2 separate regions of the Sus scrofa genome follow, and region 1 is linked to region 2. A link is a contact called in public HiChIP or PLAC-seq data. All regions are on one chromosome and are shown on one strand. Each heading gives the region's core, a stretch centred on a gene start, on an enhancer-like site or on the middle of the called end of the contact. The rest is flanking DNA. Distances are from core to core; before and after follow the strand shown.

What was found. HiChIP or PLAC-seq counts read pairs in DNA pulled down with a chosen protein or histone mark.
Region 1: an H3K27ac HiChIP or PLAC-seq map of skeletal muscle shows a contact between it and region 2. The contact joins the promoter of INTS6 here to the enhancer-like site in region 2. A contact is called at or near these places in 1 of 5 promoter capture datasets (liver), 8 of 47 Hi-C or Micro-C datasets (embryonic fibroblasts, fetal heart ventricle, fibroblasts and 3 more) and 1 of 2 datasets of contacts at active chromatin or transcription factors (skeletal muscle).

The regions. Positions count from the first base shown.
Region 1 is chr11:16,371,402-16,377,806 of Sscrofa11.1, reverse strand. It overlaps INTS6 (integrator complex subunit 6), which reads right to left and starts at 2,531. Exons shown (of 19, transcript XM_021065287.1): 1 at 1,730-2,531; 2 at 1,265-1,342; 3 at 303-452. The coding sequence starts at 1,840.
Region 2 is chr11:16,111,969-16,118,066 of Sscrofa11.1, reverse strand. WDFY2 (WD repeat and FYVE domain-containing protein 2) reads left to right here. Exons shown (of 12, transcript XM_021065301.1): 7 at 1,958-2,084. Among named protein-coding and RNA genes, the nearest start is that of CCDC70, 140 kb to the right of the region's middle. Within about 2 kb of position 4,181, at least 15 of the 83 cell types and tissues checked have an H3K27ac peak or open chromatin away from gene starts, as enhancers often do. A contact at or near this core is called in embryonic fibroblasts, omental adipose tissue and skeletal muscle, where this site is marked.

The DNA.
Region 1 (6,405 bases), core at 1,282-3,781, 260 kb before region 2:
TTCCCTGTTGTTTCCTGAGTGAACTTCGAGGGATTAACACTAAATTCATGTCTAACTTTATAGCAAAGAATTCAGGCTCAAACCCTGAATACAACACATTTTAAGAAAAGGAAAAAAAAGTGAGGGCTATAAAACCATAAGGTGTAATCAGTTTCACTTTTGTATAATGTACATATTGTATTTTAATCTGAAATGTTTTAGAGTTGTATTTCATGTTTTATACTTTTTGGACTGGATTGCTTTTCCAACCAAAAAAAATCTTTTAAAAATCAACTGTTTTTCCACCTTAATATACAACCTACCTGCCCATAGTTGTCTATGCCAGTTACTAATCTATTTAAATTTAATAAATCAAAAGCTGTCCTTAGGGATTGGCCAAGAGTCGTAAGTCCTTCAGCCTGAAGGTTTTTCAGTTCATTCATAAACGTTGCATGGTTTTCTTTCCATCCGGCCTGAAAAGAAAAATGTAAGAATTTTTTTTTCCCATCTTTTAAGCCCTGTATACATGGACGGCCGTTACAATCTGCCGTTCACCAAGTAGCTGCTCCACTGTACTGTATGGTTTTGGGTAACGTGTCAATACCGTATCAGTGCCGAGGAAAGTCTCTTCCAAAGGTGGCCAAGAATAAACCTGCTGGCTCTACAGCTTTCCCTCGCTACCAGTCTTCATAGTTTGTAACTTCCCCAGGAAATGTACTCCCCAACCTAATACCCAATACTCGGGGAAGCGAAGGTACTGGTGGAAAGCAAAAGTGAGCGGGACTTCTGAAGTTCCCCTAGAGCTGTCCCACCCGCCCGAGGCCCTCTCGGGGAGAATCCGGACACCCGGTCCCGCAGCCCCCCGCCCCCGCCCCGCCGGCCCGCCCGAGCCTCGGGCCGATTCCCCTTTAATGCAAACCCGGGCTCGGCGCTGCCGGGCCCGGCTGTCACTCGGGCTAACTTGAATAAATATCCCCCACAGTTCATTGCTGCCGCTCACGCCGCGGAGGGGAAATGTCGGCCATGTTGATCGCAGCGCCGCCGCCGCCGCCGCCGCCGCCGCCGCTGGGTCGGGCTGGGGAGGGGACGGCGGTGGCCCGGCGACTCCGCGCCGCGCCAGGACGCTCCGGAGCGGGGGAGGGGGTGGGAGCCCGCAGGGGAAAGGACCTCAGCGCCTGGAGCACAGCGGGTGGGGGAGGGGAGCATAATGAAGGGTGAATGGGGGGGCGGGGAGGGCGAGAGAGGAAGGAACAGGGAAGGGAAGGGGGAGGGCGAGGGCTGTTACCTTGATAGCATAGGGCGGCTCTTCGAAAGTGACCAGCATATACCTGTCTCCTCTGCTGGCAGGGTCCCGGGCACGGAGCTGCGGGAGAGCGGGTGGGGGACGGGAGGTGGAACAGGGCGGGCGAGAGAGAAGCACAGAGGCGAGGTTACCAGGCGGAGAAGGGGAGCCAGCGGCCCCGCCGCCCCCCACAGTACCGCACACGCCGCGGCCACCCCTCCACGCCGCCCTACACACACAGATCGGCCCCCACACACCGCCCGGGGCCGGAGCCCGGGCCCGGGCCGAGCCCGGCTCGCAGCGCCTGCCCGCCCGCCCGCGCGGTGGGGGAGGGGGTCCCCGAGCCCGGCAGCTCCCGCAGTCAGGTCCCCGACACCTCCGCCTCGCCGCCCCCGGCCGCCCTCCCCCACCCCTGCCGCCCGCGGGCCGCCGGGCCGGGGTCGCCGCCCGGGCTCGGTCAGTCGGTACCTTCATGAAGGTCTCTACCGCGCCTTTGGCCGTGTCCAGGTAGGTGGTGCCCAGATGGCTGCGCTGGTTCATAGAGGCAGACGTGTCTATCAGGAACAGTAAGATGGGCATAGTGCTGGCCGGGGACACCGGGGCCCGAGGTGGTGGAGAAAGAGATGATAGAGGTGGAGGCGCCGGTGGCGGCGGCGGCGACCGCCGCTACGCGGGGCGGGGGAGCGCGGCCCCCGGGAGGAAAACACCGTCTGGGTCTTTCCTCCGGCTGCGGGGAGTTTCTCCCCCGATAGTTGAGAGGAAACTCCCCAGACCCAGTCCTCCCCTTCGTACCCCCGCCTCCGCCTCCTCCTGCCTGCCTGCCCGCAGGGGCGGGCGCCCGGCCGTCTGTCTGTCGGTGCGTCCCCCCCGCCTCGGGGGTCCCGTCCCCGCTCCCGGCCCCTGTGTGTGTCCCAGCGGGAGACGGGCCTGGCTCCCTACCCCACCCCCGGTGCAGGGAGTGGGGACCTGGGAGCTGGCGACGAGGGGAGTGGGCTGAGGGGAGATTGGCCCTGGGGCTGTTGGGAGAAGTTTCAGGGACTCCCTCCGCACCCCGGCGGTGTCACCACTTTCTCAGCCCCTCTCGCTACTGAAGCGCTTTTCTCTCTCACACTCCGGTTTTAACTCGGGCAGGGGCTGCAGAAGCTCCGCCTTCTGACACGTCCTCGAGCCACGTGATGCACCGCCCCACTGTTCTATTGGCTGGTCCCTAGCTTCTTATTAGCATATTCAAACAGCCCAGGGGCGGGGGAAGCTTGGAGGCCGGCTCCGGGAACAGTTACGGAGCACGCGCGGAGGCGGGGCGTCGGGTGCGCGCGAGAGCGAGCGCGAGAGGCGAGCAGGAGGGCCGGTGACGCGGAGGCGGGCTCCGGGAAGGGGCGGGGATGGACCGCGGAAGGACCGCGGGATCAGGGCGGGGGCCGCGTCAGCGCGCTCTAGGCGGCTGCCGCTGTGCGTCTGCGCATCAGGGCTGGCGGCCTCTCCTTGGCTGTTGGAGGTGATAGGGGTCGGGGAAAGGGAGATGGAGACTGGTCTGAGCGCCCATCTGGAGGTCGCTGTAGCGAGCCCCTTCCCGGGTGCGCGAATGAGGAGGGGATGAGTAAAGCAATCAAACGCCTGGTTAGGAGTCGGGAGCAGGCCCGCGGTCGTCGGAGGAGGTTCCATGGGCCTCGGAGGGCCGGCCCCAGCGCGGGCGGGCCCGGGGCGGGGGAGGGGAAGTGAGAGGTTGTTTATGACCAGGGACTAATCTCCTTCGCAAGTCACACCGCTCCCACTGGGGAGTGGGGACGTGGGGCCAGCTTCGCCCCCAGTGTCGCTTGGCCTTGGGCAGTTATCGAGGGTGGGGGCCGGACCTGGCCAGGAGCCCTCTTGTAGAAGGACCCACCAAAAAGGGAACAACCCGTTTTTTCTTAACTCAGCCCTAAAAAGGGCAGGCGGTAGGAAGACTCAAATATCGATACAGAGTTTATTGCCCTTTTTATACTCGGGGAAAAATAAACCGTCCTGCCCAAAGAAATAACCTCTCTCAAGCCATTTTTACTTAGGGCCATCTAAAAGAGACCTTAGTAAACCATAATCCATTACTTATTTTTAAATGAACTGACTTCAGCTTGCCTAGGTGACACACAGAGTGGATTCCTCCAGTGCTCTTTGCTTTCACTATGTGCTATCTCAGACTCATCTAAATACTACATGAGAGAAGACTTTTCTCTGTAAAAACCAGCCCCTGTTAGCATTCCTGATGACTTAATGAATCCTCGCCAAAGTGTCCGAGGAAGTTTCCTCAAATATACTTGTTGAAAACTTGAGGACATTCAATAAAAGTTGAATTAGGGACATATGATCTTTATAATACCATGTAGAAATTAAGAAGGCCTCTCCTACTAACCTTGCATTTTGATTTTTTTGTTTATCCTGAAATTTTAATTATTTACCTACTAGTCATTCAAAAAAATTGTTCCTGTTACTATGAACACAGAGCAGACATATTTTGTGGCACTTTTAAAATTTTTGAATTTTATAACTTGGACTTTCCCTAATATTTAAGACAACTTCTGAACTTTTTAAAATTTATAGTAGAGCTATTTCCGTAATATAGTAGGGTTTGTTCTGTGCATGTGTACCACAGAAGAGTGAAACCTTTTTAAGAGATTTGGACTATGAAATAAGATGGAATACAGACCTTATATCCAATATTTGCTAAGGACTGGTGGAGTTAAAAAATGATTAAAGTATTGTTCCTGCCTTCAAAGAGCTTATGGTTTTTCTAGAAAAAAAATATTGCCTACATGTTATTAGCTACTCCAGGGCAGAAAGTGATTAGATACTAAATAATTCAGAAAAGAGGAAATTTTATTTCCCTGGAGTAATGAAAGAACATTTTCCAGGGTCAGTGTGTTTAAGTGGTGCCTTACAGAAGTGTTTCTCAAACTGGGATCCTAGACCTGGAGATAACAATTAGAGTTCTTTGATACCTAAAATTTTAGTTTTCACTTTAATGACAACGTACAAATTGTTTTATTATTTATAAAGAAAAATACTCTTAAAAGTGATAGTTTGCAGCATTCCCTCATGGCTCAATGGGTTAAGGACCCAGAGTCACTGCTATAGCTCTGGTTATAGCTGCAGCACAGGGTTTGATCCCTGGCCTGGGAACCTGTGCGTGCCAGGGGCACTGCCAAAAAAAAAAAAAAAAAAAAAAGTGATAATTTGCAACTGAAAGAGATTTTCATAGAATTGGTCTTCAGGTTTCTCTAGCTTCATCTATCAGTGCTTTTCAAACTGTGGTCTCTAGACCCTTGCCTGTCAGAAAATATATTCTCTAGAATTGTAAGAATTTCTTTTATGTTACAGGTTTGAGAAACACTGCTTTAAAAGACTGGTAGGATTTGGATTTGTGGGTAAAGGAAAAGAAGCTGCTATTTAAAAATCCTTCTAGACATTGAAAATGTAGTAAAGAAAGGAAGTTAGCACAGCATGGCTAATGGCTTCCTGGGGAACAATCAAGTTCAGCTAGGCTGGAGCACCAGGTACATGAAGAATAGAATAAGATCCAGAAAGTCAGGTCTAGATGGTAGAGGGCCTTTATTCCATATAAATTAGAGTTTTTAGTTACAGTGCTGAGTACAAAGCAGTGTTGGAAGGGAATCAAACTAGACGAATGAAGTAGATGAGCATGCATTAATAATGACCTTACCTATTGCAGAGATTTGAAATCATTTCCAATGGAGCCATCATGGTCATTCTTCCCTGACTCCGTGGAACTGGCAGATTGTGGCCCTAAGTCAAAAATGGAGGTGTATGGTACAGCCAGGATTAGATGCAAAGATGAGGAGAACCAAGTCCAAGGAACCAACGTGGCGCATATAACCCGATCCTATGCTTAGGATGGCACCTGAGATCAAAGGCCAAGTTTGCAATTCAGAGCTCAGAAAGGCTCAAAGGCAAAGCCCCCAAGACAGAACAGGAAAGAAATCAGGACATATATATGCAGCAAATCCAAGAGGCAATCAGAAACCAGGAAGCATTGACAAGTGGTCCCTAGACAAAAATTGTGAAATAGGCCAAGTTTATTCTTAGTGACTCTGGTTGACAATTAAGCTATTAGTTGATGGCTTAAAGCAGTGGTTTTGGGCCAGGAGGTGACCATCAGCTTTACCAATAGAGCTTAAAAATAATAATCCCCAAACCCAGAGGAAAGTGACACAGTAGAACTGAGATGGGCCCTAGACATCTCATTTTTTTTTTTTTTAAGTGCAGGAGAATCTTAAATAATGCTGATTAAGAACAATATGCTCAGTAGTTCCCATTGGGCCTCAGTAGAAACAAACCCGACTAGTATCCATGAAGATACAGGTTCAATCTCTGGCCTCACTCAGTGGGTTGAGGATCTGGCATTGCTGTGAGCTGTGGTGTAGATCACAGATGTGGCTCAGATCCAGCTTTGCTGTGACTGGCGTAGGCCAGCAGCTGTAGCTCCCTGTCGACCTCTAGCCTGGGAACTATCATATGCTGCACCTGTGCCCCTAAAAAGCAAAAGAGGGGAAAAAAAAAAAAAAAAAAACCTATATGCTCAGAGTATGAGAAAAATTTGTCTAGCATCCAGTAGTACTCAAGACATAATTTAAAAATTTACCTACCCTAGAATTACTACATTTCTTTCAAGAACTCCCAAAATAAATCTGCAAACTAGAGGGGGGAAAAAACTATAAATGTGACACCAGTCATATGCTTACATGGATAGCTTGAATTCCACTATGTCTGACAAAAAGAAAAAGAGAAAGCTAAATAATGCCAGAGACTCCCACTGTTCCCCTCCGTGAGCTGAGGCCTTGCAGGAAGCACAAGATGGGAAACACGAATCTCTTCTTCACTCAGTCTCTCTAATTCTAGAATGTGATTCCAGAAAGATTTCTGGTTACATGCAGGCTTATGTTTCTAAAACATGGCCCCCAAATGCAAGCCAACTGTTTCATCAGACTCAACTGAAGAAACTGAGCTCTTGCAATGCTGGAGGAAAAACTAGTTGGAGAAGTGTGTGCTAAGCCCTGTACTGTTGCAGTCTAGGGAAATTTTTTCTGGGAAGATACTGGTCAGAAGAGGTATGTGGGAGAAAACATGCTCTTTGCTGCTGTTTTTAAAGGAAT
Region 2 (6,098 bases), core at 2,932-5,431:
TTTTGATCTTGAAAAACATATCGTTTTTTGGGGTGAGGGGGCTGCATCTAGTTCTTGAGCCAGGGATCAAACCCTCACCACAGCTGTGACCTGAGCCACAGCAGTGACAACACCAGATCCTTGATCCACCAGGCCACCAGGGAACTTCTCTTTTTGTGTGTGTGTGAATTGAAAAACTATCTGGAACAGTTATATGAGAGAAACTTTCCTGAAAGCTTTTAAAGTGCAGTACTGGGAGTTCCCTTCATAACTCAGCGGTTAATGAGCCCGACTGGGATCCATGAGGATGCGGATTCGATCCCTGGCCTCACTCAGTGGGTTAAAGATCTGGCGTTGCAGTGAGCTGTGGTGTAGGTGGCAGACACGGCTCAGCTCTCACGTTGCTGTGGCTGTGGTGTAGGCTGGCAGCTGCAGCTCCAATTCAGCCCCTAGCCTGGGAACCGCCGTATGCCGCAGGTGCAGCTCTAAAAAGAAAAAAGAAAAAAAGAAAGCACAGTATTTCATTAGAACAAATTGATAATTTAAATAAGAAAGAGATTGGATCCTGACCAATGAGAAGCCATTTTTATGTTCTTTTCAGAAAACTATATCTTTCAGTAATATAAAAATGAGTATTATTCACATCCATAACTATTTGTAGGCTTTGTGACATCTTCTGTGGAAAAAGTTACCATTGCTTCCCATGCACAGGGAGTTTGATTTAAGAGGGGACTGCAGGGAAGAAACGCTGTCATAGCATCTGTAGCACACACTGCAGTTGACAGGGCAGTGCTGTGTAACAGATGCAGCCATTCTCACTGTAACCCCGGGAAGGAGGCGGTGGTCCGGCTGTGGTACCTTTCTTAGCTGTGTCAGTCATCATATTACCTCCCCTCCCCCCAATTTACAGTTGAGGGAACTGACCCCTAAGCATTGAAGTCATTTTCCCAGACTCTTATAAATTTTAAGTTCCCCAAAAGAGAAAGTAATCTTTAAATTCTGGCATTGTTGTCTCTTCATATCTGTGTTCAAGAATTAAAAAAATCAAACTGAGGAGTCCCCGTTGTGGCTCAGCGGTTAAAGAATCTGACTAGCATCCATGAGGATGCAGGTTCGATCCCTGGCGTTGCTCAGTGGGTTGAGGATCCAGTGTTGCCGTGAGCTGTGGTGTAGGTTGCAGACACAGCTTGGATCCCAAGTTGCGGTAGCTGTGGCGTAGACTGGCAATTGCAGCTCCGATTCAACCCCTAGCCTGGGAAACTTCATGTGCTGTGGGTGTAGATCTAAAAAGCACACACACACAAAATCAAATCGAGCTATTTATTTATTTATTCATTTATTTTTGGCTTTTAGGGCCACACCTGAGACATTTGGAAGTTCCCAGGCTAGGGGTCAAATCAGGAGCTGTAGCTGCCAGCCTACGCCACAGCCACATGGCATCCAAGCCATGTCTGCAACCTACACCACAGCTTACAGCAACGCCAGATCCTTAACCCACTGAGCAAGGCTAGGGATCAATCCCGCATCCTTATGGATCCTAGTCAGGTTCGTTAACTGCTGAGCCACAACAGGAACTCCCTGAATTGAGCTTTTTAAAACCGCATTTACTTCTCATCTGCTGTTGTCTGGGTGGGAGGCAGACAGCAGCTTAAAAAATATGGTTAACATGTCCAAACAATGTAATATTTTCCATTCTTCTTAGAATTGTATGTATTTTTTGATGGTCAATGAATTGCCTTTTTTATTTCCCTTTGGTCTTTGCACTAATTGATTTTATGGTACATTTTGGGGGGAATAGTGCTGAAAGGGTGGGACTTTTATTCTTGGAGCCAATTTTTTTTTCCTCTCTGGGGACTCATTCTCTGAGCAAAAGTGTGTTGTTAGCTCACAACACACACCTCCTGCCCCCTTTGCTCTCATTGTGCTGGTGAGTTCTGGGGTCACTTTGGGACTGACGTGCAGCTGTGTCTGTCCTCAGGTGGGGTGACTGCTCTCTGCTGGGACCCCGTCCAGCGGGTGCTGTTCTCGGGGAGCTCCGATCACTCTGTCATCATGTGGGACATCGGCGGGAGGAAAGGAACAGCCATCGAGCTCCAAGGACACAAGTAAGGCTGCTGCTGCTTTTGTACAGAACTCCGAGGAAGGGATCCCAGCCTCAAGCCAGGACAGAGGCGTGCGGGCCGGTCTCCGTGGCGGGGTCTTAGCATGGCAGGACCGCAGACAGGGGCCCCTTTGATGTATGTGTGAACCTAAGTATGGTTATTTGCTTATACCCCACTTTACGCTACAGAGGATTTGAGAGTACTTATGAAAATCATAAAATAAAATGATGGCAGCAAAGCAATTAAAGGTGAAAATGAGAACCAGAGAAGACTGTAAGAGTAAAAACTGGAGAGTGAAAGAAAAAGAGCTGCAGAAGACAAGCCATGAAGGCCTGCAGAATTTCTGAATTGAGTTCAAATGCTGCCTCACGATTCCAGCAGCTTAAGGGACGGGGCGGGGGTGGGGGGGTGACATCCTCACACAGCGCTTTGTGCTTCTCCTGCTGTTTACTGAGTACTCGCCTTGATTCGTATCAGGCTCCTCTTCCTCACGGGGTGGAGGGGAGGAGCAGAGAAAGCTTCGTGTTTTCTTGGTGCAGTTCTCCAACTTTGCTCAAAGAATCACCGAGGAATCTCTGAAGAAATAGATCCTGGCCACTGGTCTGAGGCTGCGGGCATCTGTGCCCTGACCTGCCTCCCAGGCCCTGCTGGGGGCTCCCCGATACAGTCCCTGAGGGCAAAGCCTGATCCTATCGCCAAGGAGAAATTTCATCTGCTTTAGAGCTCTAAAGCTAGCCTGAATTGTTTTTAACTTGTGACGTTTTCCAAGTGATATGGAGAGTGACTCTAGGCATTGCCGATGTGGTGCAGCAGGGTGGACGGGGTGTCTGGAGCCCTGGGCTGCAGGTTGGCTCCCTGCCTGAACTCTTGACATTGATGCAGCGTAGGCTGCAAATGTGGCTCAGATCTAATCCCTGGCCAGAGAACTCCATATGCCGCAGGGTGGCTAAAGAAAAAAATAGTGACCCTAATAGCTCCTGTGAACTGGTTGATTTTGAGCAACATTAGCTCTGCCTATAGATTTGCCTGGAAACACTAGTTTTCAGAACTTCTCCTATGTGAATGTACAGTTTAGGTTATTTACTATGAGCTAATTCATTCTAGAGGGCCCAGGCACAAATAATTCTCTTTTGGAGTTCCTGGCTCAGCGGAAATGAATCCGACTAGGAACCATGAGGTTGCGGGTTCGATCCCTGGCCTTGCTCAGTGGGTTAAGGATTCGGTGTTGCCGTGAGCTGTGGTGTAGGTCACAGATGAGGCTTGGATCCCACGTTGCTGTGGCTGGGGCATAGGCAGGTGGCTACAACTCCGATTGGACCCCTCGCCTGGGAACCTCCATATGCCGCAGGTGCAAAAGCAAATAATTCTCTTTTGTGCTAGAGTTTAGTTTGAGAGAAGTAGCTATGAAGCCCTTCTTTTCCCCATGAGAGAATACATCCGTTGTCTGGGGCTAAACCCGGCTGGTGAGGCCACTCAGACCTCAGTATCAGCTCATTAAAGGGATCGTTCCCTTATATTTCTCCTCATACAACAGGACACATATCAAGATCACGTAGAAGGAGTTGACATCATCCGTGTAAGTGAAGAAAAAGAGAAGCCAAGTAGAATCCTGTTTAATAACACTTGGTTATTATCTAATCTGCCAGGGGTAGTTCTGCTACTCAGATTCCCTCCAAGAACTAAAGTACAGGCTGTGAATGAAGATCCATACTATTTGTTGGACTCATTCAGACGAGCTTGTAACTAGTTTGATTTTTACTCAGTGGTTCAAAAGCCTGCAGGCAGGGCAGGTGTCCCTGCTGACCACCAGCATCCCTGGGCCCTGTGTGTCCTCGGGCAAAACGTTGTTCTGGGAAACTTGTGCCTACAGTTGGGTAAGAAAGGAGAAGCTGTAAAGTCGAGATAGAGTCTCTCAGTCCCAGAAAATGAAACCCAAGCTAATAGGTCTTTCAGTTTCTAAGAAGAACCCGCACGGCTTCGGAAAATGAAACAGACCACGCTCGGAATCCATCCTGGTAGGCTCGCCCCCTTGGAATGTGGTGGGCGGGCAGGCTGGCTGGCTGGGAGCCGCTAGTGCCAACTGGCTTGAACGGCAGTGCTGGCAGGAGGCTTGGCCTGGTGCTCTAACTCAAGCTCAAAATAAGGTGAAGTCTGCGAGGGACTCTGGAGGCCCAGAGCGAGGAGAGCCCATCTCCTCAGCATCGTCGGTGCCACTCTGTGAGGGGTGTGAGTACCCGAGGTGGGCACGGGCAGCATTGGAGCTGCTGAAAGGAGGGGTTTGGGGTCCCAAAGAAGGTGCAGGCAAGAAGGAGCACAGGCAGCAGTGAGGATAGACCCACTTGCACTTCAGCCCTTCCTCTGCCCTGAAAATCGGCCCAAGATTGGTGTTTGATGATGGGGTCTGGGGATCACCCAGTGTTAAAGAGTGTTAAAGAGTGTTCTCTTTTTTATTTTATTTTTTTAAATGTTTGTAGTTTAGTTGATTTACGGTGTTCTGTCGATCTCTGCTGTTCAGCAAAGTGACCTAGTCATACATAGACCTATAAATGTGGACACACTCTTTCTCTCAGATTCTCTTCCATCATGTTCCGTGACAAGCGATTGGATAGAGTTCCCTGTGCTGCACAGCAGGACCTCATTGCTTATCCATTCTAAATGGAATAATTTGCATCTACGAACCCCAAACTCCCAGTCCATCCCACGCCCCCCTTGGCAACCGCACATCTTTCTCCAGGTCTGTGAGTCTGTTTCTGTTCTGTAGACAGGTTCGTCTGGGCCATGTGTCCACATAGAAGTGATGAGCTTTCTCTCTTGGAAAATGTTTTATTAATATTTAAAGAGCTCTCAAAACACCCATGCCTCAGTTTAATCTCACAATAATCCTGTGAAAGAGAGAGAGGTCAGATACCGTTTTTTCAATGAGAATATTGAGCTCCTGTCCTCGAAGAGGCCAGCTGGCAGCTTCGTTCTCCCAGGCTTTAGTTCAGCCCAGCACAGAAAGCCCCTCAGAACCTTCTCTGTATCGCGCTGGGCAGTGGGGGCGCAGACATGAGCGCTGAACGCCGCACGGTCCCCACCCTGCCCTGTGATGTTTCCTGCTCCTTTTCTCCTTCGGAGGCCAGAGACTTTCTGCTTGGGGCCCCAGCCTGCCCCTCGCTCTCCTACATGCAATTCTTCATCCCCCCCCTCCCTGTCCCCAGGGTGACTCTTGGGGACCAGAGTTCCAAACCCGGGACGGAACCCGTCGTGAGCCTGCACCCCGGGGACAGCCGTAGGGACCAGAGGTCCCGGCCCCTCAGGGTGGGGCGACTGCCTTCCCCGCTTCTGGAAGCGTCCAGCCTCAGTGGGAGGGACAGCGCCCCGTGGCTTCGGTCCCAGGTTCTAAGGCCTCACACCGTCCCCCGCCGCAGAAGTACGTTTCGGAAGCAAGTTGGATTCTGTGGGTAAAAGTCCCCTCAGAGCAACGAGACTGAGGGGTGAGGGCCGAACGCGGCCGGCAGGTCCGAGGAGAAGAGCGAGCGCAGCGTGTGCACCTGCGGCGCCTCCCGAGCGGCCTTTGAAGCCTCTCGGTGTCTTTAGGTCCTGGAGCGAGTGGCCGATGGCCCCGTGCCGGCGCTGGGCCGGGAAAGGCGTTTGGGGACCACTTCGTTTTTCCAGAGTCGGGTACAGTTGAGGTGGATATTGTGGAAGCAGAAACCTGGACGTGGATGGTCTCGTGCCCTCTTTGCCACGTCTCGTACTTTCTCAGGTTCTTTTTTATTCTTAGAAACCGCCAGTCATTTCTCGACCAACTCTCTGACCACACTTGTTCTTTCTTGGAGTGGGTCCTTAGACCACAAAGGTTTTCTGGCAGGTTCGTTTATGGTCACATGATGGAAAGCACAGGTCAACGTCAGTGCGGTCCCTTCACCACGAGGGCATCCGCAGGTTCCGTGGGGCCCGGTCGCAGCCCGGCTTCAGCGCACGTGGCCTGTGTCCTGGCCGCCTCTCTCCCCAAGCCCAGCCCTGGGCTTCTCT